2 separate regions of the Gossypium hirsutum genome follow, and region 2 is linked to region 1. Evidence: chromatin contacts called from public Hi-C data. All regions are on one chromosome and are shown on one strand. The core of a region is the stretch at or near the end of the contact, and the rest is flanking DNA. Distances in the headings are between cores, read along the strand shown. Region 1 holds the start of LOC107952011 (serine carboxypeptidase-like 45). Region 2 has its middle 30 kb from the start of LOC121225283.

Region 1 (3,413 bases), core at 651-3,150:
CTTGAACAAATAGGAGAAACGTTCCCTCTATAATACTCGCTGACATATCTCGAGTAATTACAAGAAGTGGTGAAGAGTTTGTATGTGGAATCCGATATTAGTCCATGAGACCAGAAGAATTCAGCCCTTGAATTAAAATCAGTAGCAAATTCCAAAACAGGATTGCCAAGCTACAATCAATTGGAGCAAACAGGAACGGATGTTGTAGATAAGTAAAAGAAAATCCCCAAAAGGGAAAAAAGGACTGAAATTTCTTTGCGGAACTACTTACAGCGATTCCTTTCAAGTTGAACAGCTTTTCCTTCTTATTAAACTGATGCATAAGTTCAGCCAGCTGGGGTATATAATGGCCTATTTTTAGAAACAGAATCAGTGCTGATTCACATTTCACACTAGAACAAACAATACTATGTTCTTGAACAGCTAAATGATACCAGCATAGCTTTCCCCTGTAATGAAGAGGCTTCTATTCTTGTACTGGGGGAATTTGAGGAACCAATTTTGCAAAAATACCAGATTGTCCCTAGCTACAATAACAAAAGAGACAAAAGTTAGAAAGATGAAAGGTAACTTGGGGAGATAAACTTTTGTAAGACAAGTAAAAGAAATTTTAAAAAAAAACGAAAAAAGAACAGTGATGAATGAACATGGCATCATTGTAAAGTGAAAGACAAATACGGACGGCAATGTCACTACAGCATTGTGAAATATTCTCGGACCCCTTTGCGTGATAAAAGAAATCAAAAAAAGAAGGGGAAAAAGTAAGATAACCCCGAAATAAATAAAAAATAAAAAGGCAAAGAAGCTCTATTGAATATTCAGTATAGAAACTCTGTTTCTTCTACAACTTAAGGTTATTTGCATACATTAAAGTGAGTGAACATTAGGGAAAATGGGTTTAGATTGGAGAGAGTGGTACCAGTGATCTTGTCATTAACAGCCTCATAAGAGGAGTCGTCAGCGGAATAAGAGAAGCCAACTCCAATTGGGGCCTCCAAATACAACATATTGGCCTCTGCAATAGAATGAGATTGCTAACAATCAACTTGTGCTTGTGCAGGCATGTGTTTCTAAGATCTGAAAAACCCCTATCCACTTACCAGTAATGCAAAAACACCATAATTAACAACATGAACAAACAACCGTAAATACATAAGCATACCTCTATTCCAGCTATATTCGTTCTTGACCAGCACTTCCCCGCTAGGCCTAAACGGTCCATTCTCAGAGAAGGCTCCAACCCCCAGTGAAGAGCATCCAGGTCCTATAATTCACAACAGGAACTTAGAAAACGTGATAGAAGCATTATCTTGTAGGCCTGAAAACGAGAGACTGAAAAAAGTGAGAGACCTCCATTGAGCCAGAGGACAAGAGGTTTGGATGCTGGATCTACTTCAGCTTCAGCAAAGTAGTAAAACAAAGCTCTCTGCTTTCTCTTATCAACGGTCACATAGCCCGCATACTGTTGAAACCCGACTTTGGGTTGACCCGGTAGTTGAGATATCCGATCAAACAGAGCCGGAAAACACTCCACTTGAACAGAAAACCAAACCTCAAGTAGAATTAAGCCCAATGCTACTGATCTCCAGGCTAAACCAAGCATGGTGTCTACTTCTTTTGTTTTTGTTTTTTTTTTTTTCCCCTCAGATAAGTCTAAGAGAACGGAAATATAAAAAATAAAAAATAAAAATCAGAGTAAGAAAGAGAGACAAGAAAGTAGACTTGACAACAATGTTGCTGAGTGGGGTTGGATTTTATAAAGAGAGTCCTGTACTTTTGTTACTATTCTATTACATTTATTATATATAAAATATAAATAAAAATATAATGTAGTGTAGGAGCTAAAAGCCTAAAACAGATGGTTGTTGGGTAAATTGTTGGTTCACTTTCTCTTCACTTGGAAATGGTCTGTTAGAGTTGAGATTAGGAGATGGTGAGCAGGACTGCAGGAGTGGGTCACTGGCTAACTGTTACAGAAAACGAAAAGAGAGAATGTGCATTGTAAAGCTCCCCCATTAACTCAGCCTTAGCTTACACCAACACCACCATTGTGTTTATTTTATTTTGTTGTGTTAGAAATAGAAACTACTTTCTTCTACTAGTCTATGATACTACAGTAAGCCAAAGAATACATTGTTCTATTTTTATGTTGTTGACTTCTTGTCACCTATGGTTTTTGGTAACAACATAGAGCATACAGATTGTGTTGTGTTATGCTTACAAGGACAAATAGCCATCTTCACACCATGCTTAACGCTTTCCCACTGTTTGCTTTTTGTTTTTAGGGGAGGGGGTTTCCCTCTAATTCGCATTTTTGCTTTTCAAATATCAGAGCAAAGTGAATGCGTCACGGTGACATAGCAGAGGCATATCAGGTTGTACTAGAGTTCAACAAAGTTCACTTCGAAAAAATTAAAAAAAATTAAATTTTAAATTATTCAAGTCAAATTTAAATAATTAATTCGAGTTTTAAGTTAATTTTTACGGTTTGAATAACAGATTAGTACACATATCTTTTTTATCCTTGTTAAGGTTAGAAAACGAATAAACTGATCTCTCCCAACAAAAAATTCAAAAAAAATTCAAAAATCAAAATATTTATAAAAATTCTAAAATTTTTTTAAAATAATAATTTTGGAACCTAAATAAGTTAATTAATAATTTAAGTTTGTCATACTAAAATATCATATTTTTATTATTATCTTGCTTTGAAAAAGTTTTCAAATATATATAATTTTAAATTTATGTGCTCTAATATGGAATTAATTATATTATAACAATATTTTAATTTGTCATGTTTAAGCTTTTAATTTAACTCGAACTATTTTACTCGATTTAATCTAGCTTGAATTTTAATTTATTCAACTTGATTCGAAAAAAATTTAAATTAAATTAGAATAATAAAATAAGACTCATCAACTCAGTTAATTCGAAACTTTTTCACTAAATTTGACTCGATTCGATCCAACGTTGACTCTAATTTCTCTCAATAAAAATTTTGGAACGAACTAGGAAAAAAACAGATGGGAAACTTGATGATTGGTTGAGAAAGGAACTAATGTTCGAGCTTCAGCTTCGACATTATATACAGTTGCACAAGTCTTTTTCCTCAATTTCTTGGCAGGTTTAACTTTAGTCAAATTATCCAATTAATCGCTTTCTTGGTAAAAAAAAATTAAGAATTTAGATGGCATAATTCATTTGAAAGGTCATATGAAGTGTTAAATCAATTTCTTTTCTTTTTTTTTATAGATAAAAATCAATTTCTTTGTTGATATTTCTCAATTCATTCTTTTATTAAATTAGATATATATATTTACATCAACACCTAAATGGTAATAAATTATTAAGGGGATAACTCAAGGCTCCCCAACATAAAAGCTTATCCATTTAAGTAATCACATATATATCCT
Region 2 (3,413 bases), core at 287-2,786, 180 kb before region 1:
TCCCTAATTTCTGAAATTGACCCATCACAATAATTGAGCTTCTGAGCTTCTTCATCATCTTCTTTCAGCCTGATTCTCGCTGCCATATGATTTGCACTGTGGTCCTAGTTACTAGTGGTATGGTTCAATGCTCTTTGAAGGATATTATGAGAATTCAAAAAGGACCCATGATCAGCAATATCACTCATGTAAAGGCGTTCACCAGCATTTTCTCTGCCAGAAGCCACTTTGTCATATCCATCTTCCTCTTCCTGTGACATTTAGTAAACAAACTTCAACTCAACTGCAAATAGATTGAAGGAGAAAAGGAAGAGGTGGGGAGTGATCTGAAGACAAAAGAAACAAAAACACAGGTACTCTGTACACAAAATATTCATCAAATTGTTTGACAACTATATTAAACAACTAAGAAACAATTTCTCTCCCATACTCAATATGTAAAAAAAAAGCTTTTTATTGGTATTTTAAGCTAGAGACCAAAAAAAAAAATCATGCAAGAATCATTGAAGTCAGCCTCAATCACACTGTATTATAGGTAATTCAACACAGTAAATGCATGATACTAAGAAGTTTGAACCATGTTCGAAAACTATTCCAGATGTACCTGATGCTTTCATTCCATCCATATAAAATGGAAAAGGCCTACGGGTTTCTAATCAGCTCAAAATAAAGGGTTCTTTTCTCAATTATTGATTCACATATAATGTCATCCTAATGTCAAAAGAGTAACAATCGTTCAAAAGAGTAACAAACGCTTCTAAGTATCGGTTTAAAAGTTCACTTAGCAGCCACTGAAGATCAAAATTCCTTAACCTAAATACCCAGATAATTTTCGTACGAGAAAGAATCAATAAGCAAACGGATGTAAACGATTACAAACAAAATTAATTAACAAAGAATTTTATTTAAAAAATAACATATGTATACAAACACAGAGTCTAGAAAACGAAAGAGGTTGTAATATACCTCATTGTCGAGAGTGGAATCCATTCCAAGACAAGATCTGATTTCCCACTCGTCTCCATACTCGTCGATTTTTCTACTATGTAACTGACTCGAACCTCCGTCGTTGTCGTCGTCGTCATCATCATCATCGTTATCAAGATCATCCTCCGTTTCTTTCCGCCTCCCACTCCTATACTTCCTTCCCTCCTTCAAAAACTCGTCAAACGACGAGGAACACAACGTATCCTCTCGATCGGCTGCGGATTCTCTCCTCCATTCTCTCCTCTCGACCTCGTCGTCAGAGAGGGACTAGAGAGGCGGCCGCTGCTGCTGGGATGAAGACTGCGATGATTGGAGAGATCCGAAGATTTTTTCTACTCGAAGTTTAAAGCTATCGTCCATGGAATGGTTGAAGTCGGCTTTGGGGACTTTTCGTTGAGGGCCTTCCGGATTTTAATGTTTCGAAGGAACACCGCCTTTGCTGAGAGTTTCTTTTTTTTTTTGGTAAATTTAATTTGAATAATTTAAGGATGAGATTGAACCTTTCGTATGGAATGGAACCCAATCCGAGTTGCTGCTGCTAATTGGGAAATTCCTTCCTAATCCAAAGATTATAAACTTGTTCGTGTTGGGCTTCAAACTGAGTCCGGCCCAACCATTTCTTCTAATGATTTCTTTCCTCTCAATCATGTCAAAGTTTTGGAGAATTGGATTTGGTTCGGTTTGGTTAGATTTATTATATAATTTGATTTGATTTGATTTGATTTAATTTAAAGATGGTAAAATTTGAATTGTCTAATGGGTATGGATTCTAATCGATTCACTTCGAATAGATCAATTTTTTTTGTTTGAAAAGTAGATGTGCAAGACATGGTGGATTTTTTTTTATCTTGAATAGTGAGTATAAATCGATTATGATAATTGCATGCCCCGTCTTGAGTCACTCCACTATATAAATTATTATTTTATCCTCGTATACATAAACTATTAGAAAGAGTAAAATGTAATAACATAGAAAAAAAATCATGTCTTATATTTAAATATCTATTTTTTGAAGAATTATGTTAGATTGAAAAAATTAAAGATAAGAAGCTAAAATTAAATTGAAGTGGAGCTAGGTGGGGTAGGGTGGGGCAGGGCAGGGCAGGGCAGGGCGGGGCGGGGATGAATACATCCAACATCCGTGGAGGTGGTGGTGGTTTTTAAGATTATATATTTATAGTAGAGCAGGGTGGGTAGTGGAGTAGAGCGCGCCAATTGTGGAGCGGTAGTAGACTTAGCAATATTGCCCCTACCCCTGCTCCATTGTCATCCCTAATTCAATTTGGTTTTTAGTTTTTCATGTTCTTTTTAAGTTTTAGATTTTCTGACTTATTTTGACAAAATGAACTCTGTTTTATGGTTTTTACATGTTATTTGGTAAAGTTTTAAAGCCTTTCTTATAAATATTTCTAAAAGAATGATTTTTTAAACAAATAAATATATGATTAATGACTCTTATATAATATTTTTGAAACAAATATCTATAGAACTTTTAAATTATTTTTACTATTTTTTTTAGTTCCAAAAGCAATATTTGCAAGTAGAAACTAAGCAGTGCTAGAAATAGTACTACGAGCAATACCAACTACTTCAAGCACTGGGGAAGAATAAAGCAGGAAAATAATGAACACTCAATGTGTTTATGCAATTCAGTTTCTTTACGTCTAGGTAGCCTTGCCAAAATTATACTCCTCATTTTGTACCTATTATCTAAACAACTTTCCTTTAAGTTCCCCTCTAAAAACCTAGGGTATTAACCAAGTAACACACTTAATTTTACACTTAACGGGTTTAAAAGAAACATTCCTTAATGAAGAATAAGTGTTCTCAGTTTAGTACATCAGATGTACAAGTCTCCTCGATTTAAAAGGAATAAAGACTTACTAACATTCTATATCAATTGCAATCGATCTTCTCTTGAAACCAACAAGATAATAAGTATAAAGACTATCTTCGATCAACTAAGGATAAGTCTTAAATCTCTATGATAGACTTCCAAGTTTCACCCAATTCGATCTGATCCACAAACTTAGGAAGTTAATAGCTTTGATCCAAATCCAAACCTATCTCCAAGATTTGTTGCTATGTGTAGTTTAGATATTAAAGATGGATTGACAATCATCCAAAGTAAACATGATAAGCTTTTTGAGTGAGAGTAATGCCACAACCAGTTGGCATTATTCTAGACACTACTAAAAAACTATCTCAACAATTTCCTCATTTGAAATTTTTTTTAACAAAATCATAATAAGAGAACAATTTGCATGCCAGATACAAATGTTCCCCTAAGTAACTCCTCCTTAATCCATCATGCTCAACTAATAACATAACCAAGAAAATCAATCATTAATGTAAAATAAATAAGGATCACATTAATAATCAAACTACTGGAAACTATATTATAGTAGGCAAATAGAAAAAAAAGG

The links. Hi-C and Micro-C count contacts between places; a contact is called where the count stands out from the background.
Region 2: a contact with region 1 is called in a Hi-C map of leaf, with 2.6 times the contacts expected there. The contact joins the enhancer-like site here to the promoter of LOC107952011 in region 1. A contact is called at or near these places in 3 of 34 Hi-C or Micro-C datasets (all in leaf).

The regions. Positions count from the first base shown.
Region 1 is chrA03:104,483,365-104,486,777 of Gossypium_hirsutum_v2.1, reverse strand. LOC107952011 (serine carboxypeptidase-like 45) reads right to left here and starts at 1,900. Exons shown (of 10, transcript XM_016887241.2): 1 at 1,351-1,900; 2 at 1,163-1,264; 3 at 920-1,015; 4 at 435-527; 5 at 272-351; 6 at 1-170. The coding sequence starts at 1,603.
Region 2 is chrA03:104,658,199-104,661,611 of Gossypium_hirsutum_v2.1, reverse strand. It overlaps the pseudogene LOC107886725. Among protein-coding and RNA genes, the nearest start is that of LOC121225283, 30 kb to the right of the region's middle. Within about 2 kb of position 1,536, at least 7 of the 9 cell types and tissues checked have an H3K27ac peak or open chromatin away from gene starts, as enhancers often do. A contact at or near this core is called in leaf, where this site is marked.